Regions from separate parts of the Mus musculus genome. Here region 2 is linked to region 1. Evidence: chromatin contacts called from public ChIA-PET data. All regions are on one chromosome and are shown on one strand. Each heading gives the region's core, a stretch centred on a gene start, on an enhancer-like site or on the middle of the called end of the contact. The rest is flanking DNA. Distances are from core to core; before and after follow the strand shown. Region 1 holds the start of Fam124b (family with sequence similarity 124, member B). Region 2 overlaps Dock10 (dedicator of cytokinesis 10).

What was found. ChIA-PET counts read pairs in DNA pulled down with a chosen protein or histone mark.
Region 2: an RNA polymerase II ChIA-PET map of memory CD8 T cells shows a contact between it and region 1, with 145 read pairs. The contact joins the enhancer-like site here to the promoter of Fam124b in region 1. A contact is called at or near these places in 4 of 39 promoter capture datasets (the 3T3-L1 cell line, liver, maxillary cranial neural crest and 1 more), 1 of 115 datasets of contacts at active chromatin or transcription factors (memory CD8 T cells) and 2 of 9 other capture datasets (adipose tissue and liver).

What each region holds. Positions count from the first base shown.
Region 1 is chr1:80,211,618-80,215,233 of GRCm38.p6, reverse strand. It overlaps Fam124b (family with sequence similarity 124, member B), which reads left to right and starts at 1,290. Exons shown (of 2, transcript NM_173425.3): 1 at 1,290-2,301. The coding sequence starts at 1,570. All of the region lies in intron 1 of 2310015K22Rik (a long non-coding RNA gene), which reads right to left. All of the region lies in intron 2 of LOC108167342 (a long non-coding RNA gene), which reads left to right.
Region 2 is chr1:80,728,654-80,732,648 of GRCm38.p6, reverse strand. The region is part of intron 1 of Dock10 (dedicator of cytokinesis 10); the gene reads left to right. Among named protein-coding and RNA genes, the nearest start is that of Dock10, 28 kb to the left of the region's middle. Within about 2 kb of position 1,773, at least 34 of the 459 cell types and tissues checked have an H3K27ac peak or open chromatin away from gene starts, as enhancers often do. A contact at or near this core is called in memory CD8 T cells, where this site is marked.

The DNA.
Region 1 (3,616 bases), core at 41-2,540:
ATGCTTTGGTCAAGTCAAGGAAAGAAAGGGTCTATTTTTTTCTCCCATGTGCCTGTGAGAGTTTTACAATGTATAGAGACCTATGGATGTAGCCAGCAGATTTGCAGACTCAGCTGGAAGACTCCTTACTGCTCCTTTCCTGGGACTGCCTCCCCTGCTCCATTCTTAGCTATGGAGGGGCAAAGACGTCTCTCTTTAGAATTAGAGTACTCAGCCCATTATCAAAGCACGAGATCATAACTTTCTCATGTGTATTAAAGTTAGAGGAAGTTGGTTTTGAACTAATTAGAAAGTCACAACATATTCTGTAGCATTCATAGCTTCTTTTAAATCAAACTCACATTTAGAAATCGATGCATATCCGGGCCCAGCAACAGCACAACTATCAGAATAGCATTTTTTTCTTTGTTGTTTGTGGCAATAGAGATTTGATATATAGCCTAGAGTGCCTTCTACAGGGCCCAACCAGCCTTGAACTCACAATGATCCCCCTGTCTCAGCCTCCTGAATCCTGGGATTATAGGTATTTGCAACTAGGCTTGACTATTAAAGAATTTAGGAACAGATTAGGTGATTACATCAACGGTGGGGTATCCTTCTATTTAAGGTTCTACAGCCTGTATCCACAGGTGAGTGTGTCAACAGGAAGTTGACATGGCAGCTTTTCCTCATCATAAGAGAAAAGAAATCGTGGCTGGCCTTCTCAGCTCCAGAGAGGTAGCATTGGATATCTTGGGTTCAAAGACCTCAGCCACTTCACTGTGTGAGTTTGGCAAAGTTACTTAATTTTTTTTTTTTTCTTTCTATGCCTCAGTTTCTTGTCAGCAACTGGGGAATAATTACCCTCTTCTTTGTAGGCTTGTTGGCTAATTAAATCAATTCATAGGATGTTTAATGGCAGTTTACTCTAAATTCAACCAGGCATTTTTTTCAGTGAGGCCAACACTATTTAGACAAAATATCTCTTCTTTGTGACTTAGTATAAAATTATCAGAAGCAAGTAGCTGGCATGCAGATAAGACTGGGGAGTTGTTTTAAAGAACACATTCTATTCAGGTGGCCTGGCAGGCCACTGTAAACATCAGGATATTTAAGTAGGAAGTCAGAGCCCATTGTGGTCCACCAAATGGATGTCTAGTCAGTGTAACAGAGCCACAGATTGCTATCAGCACAACAGAGCCGCCTCCTGTTCCTTTCGGCCGATCATTTCCTCTATTGAGTTGAATGTAAGAACCACCCACTGGGCGTGGGTCTCAGCATTATAGGTTTTTAGGTCAAACCAAAACCCTGGGGAATGCCCGAGAAAGCCAAGCAAATAGTTACATCTGCTCAGACCGGATGACATAGAGCGACTCTGTTGTGTGTAGCCGACTCCACACTTGAGTGACATTCCCCGCTGGAGCACTGGAGGAAGCCAGGAGCATGTGTGATCTGGTGAAGAACTTGGTTCAGAAGTTGCTAAAGATTTTATAGAGGCTGAGGGCTCTGCGTGAGGCCTTGGTTCTTCCTAAAAGGCTGAGCTGTGGGCCCTGTCGGGTGGCCTTCATCATAATCTTCACATAGCCTGCCATGGATGAGATACAGGAACCTCTAGCCTTGACTGTGCATCTTCTTGCCGACACTGGGAACGGTTTGCTTCTGCAGCAGGCTCTGGACCAACTACTAGAATGTATCTGCCCAGAGGTGCGTCTCTTCCTGGTGTCTGAACGTGCCAGGCCAGTGAACTACCATGAAAAGTACCACCCGCGGAGGGCCCGCTTCCCAGGAATGTCTGTTTTGCTCTTCCTTCAGGAAAGCCTGGGACAAGAACGGTTGTTTCGAGTCTTGGACTTCCTACGGCGTTCACCCTGGCAGGGTTTCCCTACCCAGCATGCACAGGGGAGGTCTTGTTCTTATCTCCCTGCCAATCAGGAATTCTACAGTCTGCACAACCAGATGCCAGTGTGGGGCATGAGGCCAGTGAATTGTGGCACTGATATCCTCAGGGTGACTCTGTACTGCAGTTTTGATAACTATGAAGATGCCATCAGACTCTATGAGATGCTTCTACAGAGAGACGCCACTGTGCAAAAGAGCGACTTCTGTTTCTTTGTCCTCTATGCCACCGAGGGCTTCAGCCTGCAGCTCTCTCTGAAGCAGCTGCCCCTGGGAATGTCAGTAGACCCCAAGGAGTCTTCTGTGCTGCAGTTCAGGGTTCAAGAGATTGGGCAGCTGGTGCCTCTTCTACCCAATCCGTGTGTTCCCATCAGCAGCGCGAGGTGGCAGACTCAGGACTATGATGGCAATAAGATTCTGCTGCAGGTATTTCATTTCGTTCATTTCTGGGGTGTACCAGGTTTAGTAGGGTCAGATCCAGGATCCTGGGAGCTCAAACAAGCTAGACTTGGCCGTCCATCTACAGCAGGCCAATTAAAATGACGAATAGTAGAGGAAGACAGAGAAAGAATTCAAAGTGGCTACATTGAACAAGTGAAATCACCCTCCTGTCGCCACTCCCCTCCCCCATGAAGTTTAAGTTTAAATAGAGGGCAAGAAATATGCCTAAGCAGTCCTGGTCAGGGTGTGGTCCCAACCATAATCCATCCATTGTCTCAGCCCCAGCTTCTCCTGCAGGACAGCCAGGCAAGTTTGTCAAGACCGAGTCAAATCTCTGGGAGTCACCCCCTACCCCACCCCCACCCCCCACCCCCTAGCTGGCCTCAGGGTCCCAGCTTTACCATCTGGGCAACATGAGATTCCTGAGGAAATTCAAGTTTCTTGGAAGCCACTTCGCCATTAGTCTGAGAGCTAAAGGAAGGGGCACAAGTATTTCTTTAAAATAGCCTCATTCCTGTCAGGACATGGAAAGGTGTGGTGTTATTATCTGGATGGACCTTGGAGCTGATTTAGTCAGAGGTTTTCCAACCTGATTGCATACTAAGAAACTAGGGAGATTTTAAACTTGCCCACCCATGCCAAGAAGCATCCCAGGTTCATTAGACCAGCAAGTTTGGGGAGACCCAAAGCCTTTCTAAAGAACAAACAAACAAATAAAAAAACCCAAAACAACAACAACAACAACAAAAGAAAAAAACAACAACTCATTGTGAGAAGCAAATCAAATGCTGCAGTTGACTGTCATAGACTTCAAACTATACAGGCACTGCCTATGACAGATGAGAAATATCTGATTTGTGTGATCTTATAGATGAAAAACCCAAGACTCTGATGGTACTTCTTCCCCTGAATGCCCTTACCAAGCCTGTCACCCATCCATATACACTGCCCACTCAGAGTCAGTAAAAATTTGGAGCATTTTGCCAGAGTTGTAACATGTCACTGGGGTTGTGGAGGTCTCCTGTTGTGGTTCTTAGTCTTGTTAATAAAAGAATTAAAGAACAGACTCAAATGGAGACTCAAAGACAAATTTCTTGGAGAGGGGGAGGAAGAGGGAGAGGAAGGGGAAAAGAAGGAGGAGGAGAAAGAGAAGGAGGAAGAAGAGGAAAAAGAGGAGGAGAAAGAGGAGGAGGAAGAGGTGGAGGAGGAGAAGGAGAAGGAGAAGGAGGAGGAGGAGGAGGAGGAGGAGGAGGACAAGAAGAAGAAGAAGAAGAAGAAGAAGAAGAAGAAGAAGAAGAAG
Region 2 (3,995 bases), core at 524-3,023, 520 kb before region 1:
AGTAAAGTACATGCACAAACTAGAGTTTAATAGCAAACTTCATAGTAAATGTAAGATTTAATCTCACCCATTTCAAACTAAGGAATAGACTTAGTAATAATATTTTAATATACAACATATTTTAAGTTTTAAAAACCTCTAATAGAGAACATTCTTCCAAATAATTGAATTTTTTTAACCAACCAAACTTTTTATAAACAAAGAATTATCCAAAATTCTATCTCAAAATTTTTCTTTAATTCCAAAAGATACTTAAGAAAAGTTTTTGGACTGCCCTGACATCTGCTATGCCTAGGGAATAAATGACATCATAAAATATTCCTAGTGACAAAGAATAAGACAGTTTAAAGTGTACAATTAATATGGGGAATTTTTTCCTTCAGCTGTCGACATTTTTCCCCCTCTGTTGAGCCTTTAAGCTGTATTTCATATTTGTTACTACAAATAATATTTTTTTATTCTGGCTGACCTCTGGGAAATTTTGAATTACTAAATTTTTGCTATTGTCTAAGTGGCAGCTTACTGAAGTCCACAGAAAAGAGAATAAAGAAACTAGAGACCTATTTTGGAGATTGGCAAGAATTGCCACCACTCGAGTATCCCATAAAAGCAACAATAAATCTACTTCTGAGAAATCAAGGGATATTTGCAGTTAGCAGACTCTGCTGATCCCCTTCATCCACCAGGTTCTTTTTCTATTGAGAGCTAAACATTCTGCTTTTGGGGTAGAAAGAAGAAGAGTTTGATCTTAACAAGACAATGAAGTGCACAGTGTCTGATGTGAGTTAACTCCAGGTATTGATCAGGACTGAGATTTCATTTAACCCTATTGTAGCTGGTCAGGAGACTACATGTCTATGCTTTCTTGCATGTCCAGGGCTTCCAGGTGATGTCCTTTAACAGCAGAACCGTAAACAGCTGCAACCTTCTTTCGGTAAAAATGGAGGCCATAGTCACCACAGCTAATTTGTGTGTGTGTTTTACGAAGATTATTTTTAAAAGACAAGGGATGAGTTGCGTTGTCTGCAGAGCACTGCTCCACCATGGCTCACATTATTATAGTAATTCGTTACAGGTATTGAATGAGATAAGTGAGCACCAATTGTCAGCTTTGGTATGTTCCAGAAACTCGTTTGGCTTATCTGATGTAAAATTAGAGTCCTCTTGACATTCTGGTTTTTCAGCCATGGAGTATAAAACAGAGAAAACACATGTTACCTTATAAATACATTAAAGGATTAAGGAATTGTCTTTAATTTGCAAGTAAAGTGGAGGCAGATGGAATTCAGCATGACATTATGGCTGAATTGGAAAGAACTTAGGAACGTCTTTTGGTTGCTGTATGCATTCTCCCGTACTAGTGCACAGGCATGCCTGCAAATGTTTTCCAGACCTCTTTTTAAAACCAAAGCGTTGTTCAGAATAACTCTTGTCTCCAGTTGCTGTGAAGGAATCAAGTCTGATGGCTGTCCATCATGTTTTGGATCAGAGTAATTATAAAACCCAGACGGAGGGTCTTTAACCATTAGCTTTCAACATAACCCGTGTCAAATCCTGATGTCTGTATTCCAAGTCCCCTTTTGTGTAACTGAAGGGAGCGGTTTTATCCTGCTTATGAACAGCAAGTCTGAATAAATGGAGTATTTCCTGAGAAATCTGGACACAAGGCCTACTAATACTGGATTGTTCTTGGTAGCAATGAGGTTGTACCATGCGACGTCACCTTCAGGTCCTACTTGTACTTCCTGCCTAGTGGATTTAGCAGGAACTTTGTTACTCTTCTGCTGGGCCGTGTATGGCTGCACAGAGTCAGCCCTGCTGCGGTTTTCTCTTTGGGCACATCCTGTGAATGGCTCATATTGTTTTCATTCTGTCTCTCTTTACTTTCCCACATCTGAAGACAGAGCCTAGGACTTCACCCATCTGAGCAAGCAGTCTATGGCTGAGTCTTGGCCGGACTTTCAGGAACTTCTGCCCCACAGCAGCTGCAGCTTTCTGCAGCTTTCTTTCAGAATAAGTTAGGCCTGTGGTACCTTGTGTACAGATATGGTGTCCCCATTAGTTGCCTGATGTTCCAGCTTCTCGCTCAGCTTTTGACATGACTGAGTTTCTTTACAGAAGTTGCAAGCCTTCTCTTTGAAACCCAGGATTATTGAAAATGTGTTCTGTTTTAAAGGTTTTTTTTAATCAACATTAAAACCTCTAATATGAATATTTTATTGCAAAAGGAAACCACACAGGTCCTGCAGTCATAACCGCAGATGACTTCCGGTGAGCAATGACTTCCAGTGAGCACCATGGTCACTGGTGGCCTTGACCTCAATATTTAAAACACTTTAAAAATTTACATACCTGTTACCACATTCAGAAATCTACAGACGGTCAAGGGGTATGATAACTAACCTGATTAATGTCAAATATGTTGCAGAACTGCCTCCAAAAAACAAAAAGAAAAGAAAAGAAAGAATTAAACTATTTCTATAAGTTAAAGAATTAAGCTATAAGTTATTCTGTATATGTTAGGTCAACCTGATTTTCAATTTTTTATTTCCTCTCTGGCAGATAAGAAAGTAGCCACTTTAAGGATATCTGAACTGAATACCCCTAGTTGGTATGTTTGTGTTGGGGCCTCTGAGGTCTTTCCTCTCAGGAGCAAGAAAAGGAGTTTAGATGTCTATCTTTTCTACTTTGTATATAGCTACAAGATTTTTTTGACAACTACATCATTATCATTGTATGCCTTTTTATTTCAACTAATGTTCATTGTTGTGAAGTCTTTAAGCTGGTGATTCACTAAGACCAGCTTGCTGTGATAAGACTCTGAGTGGGGCATCTTCTGAGTGGGGCATCTTCTGAGACAAAGACCATATCAGACTTCCCACCACAGAGAACAGTGCCCTGCAGCAAGTCAGTGCCCTGTCTTCCTGGGCCTGTCTTCCAAAACCTGAAATGTTTTCTGTGATGTCCCTTCATGGTGGTTGACTGATCCATTTTCCAGGCCTTGGATTTTGTTTCCAGGAGAGAAGAACAGAGCATCAGGATAGTGGAGCTGGTGTGTTTAATATGGGGTGAACACCAGCTGGGAAGAAAATAGCCCGGGGAACTTCAGCTTGACTGTGAAAGTCCTGCTTCAGAGTCTGCCTCGCTCTCCTAATGTACAACACTTCTTTTTCTGGATGCACTCTTCACACTTTAAGCATTATACTCAATTTGAATCCATTGTTTAAAATGTTAATTTCCTGAACCATGCAAACCATCTGACTCGAATGCTAAAATTTTCACCTTTAGAAAAAACTTGCATCAGGCATGTATAGTGGTGGCCAGCACCTTTGTCTGGGTGTTTGATCTGTGTGTATCCTCTCTAGTTGGTTGATGTAGAGATGTGTACCCAGAGGAGACAATGGGCAGGGAAGACATGCGAATGATATGTAAGTCTTAGGGTCTGACTATACCTTGTTCCCCACAGGCTCAGGCATTTGCAAACTTGTTTCCCATCTAATGGTGCCACTCAGGGAGCTTGCGATGCCTTTGGGATATAGGTCCTATCCGGCAGAGATAGGCCAGTGGAGAAAGATATTGAGGGCTATAGTTTTCTATTTTCTGTTTCCTGGTCAGTCATTACCATGTGAAGAACAGTCTCAGGAAACTTCGTTCTCACAGAGTGGTCACGGCTGCCTCTTGTTCCCCTCATTGATAGACTATACGTACTGTAGCTGTGGTCTAAAAGAAACCCTGCCTCCTTAAGTTGATTCCGTCAGATATTTGGTCACAGCACTGGGAAAAGTTAACTATTAAAATATGTACAAAAATGTCATATTGAAACCCATCATTTTGAGTGCTAACAAAAAAAAAATTAAAATGATCATTACCCGCCTTTGTTAACTTGATAGACTGATGACATGACACACCCTACCCCTACCACTCCACCGCCAATCAATAGTGCCATTTCCTTCACAGGAGGGTACATTTCCATGGCAAGTGATTGGAGTTATGAA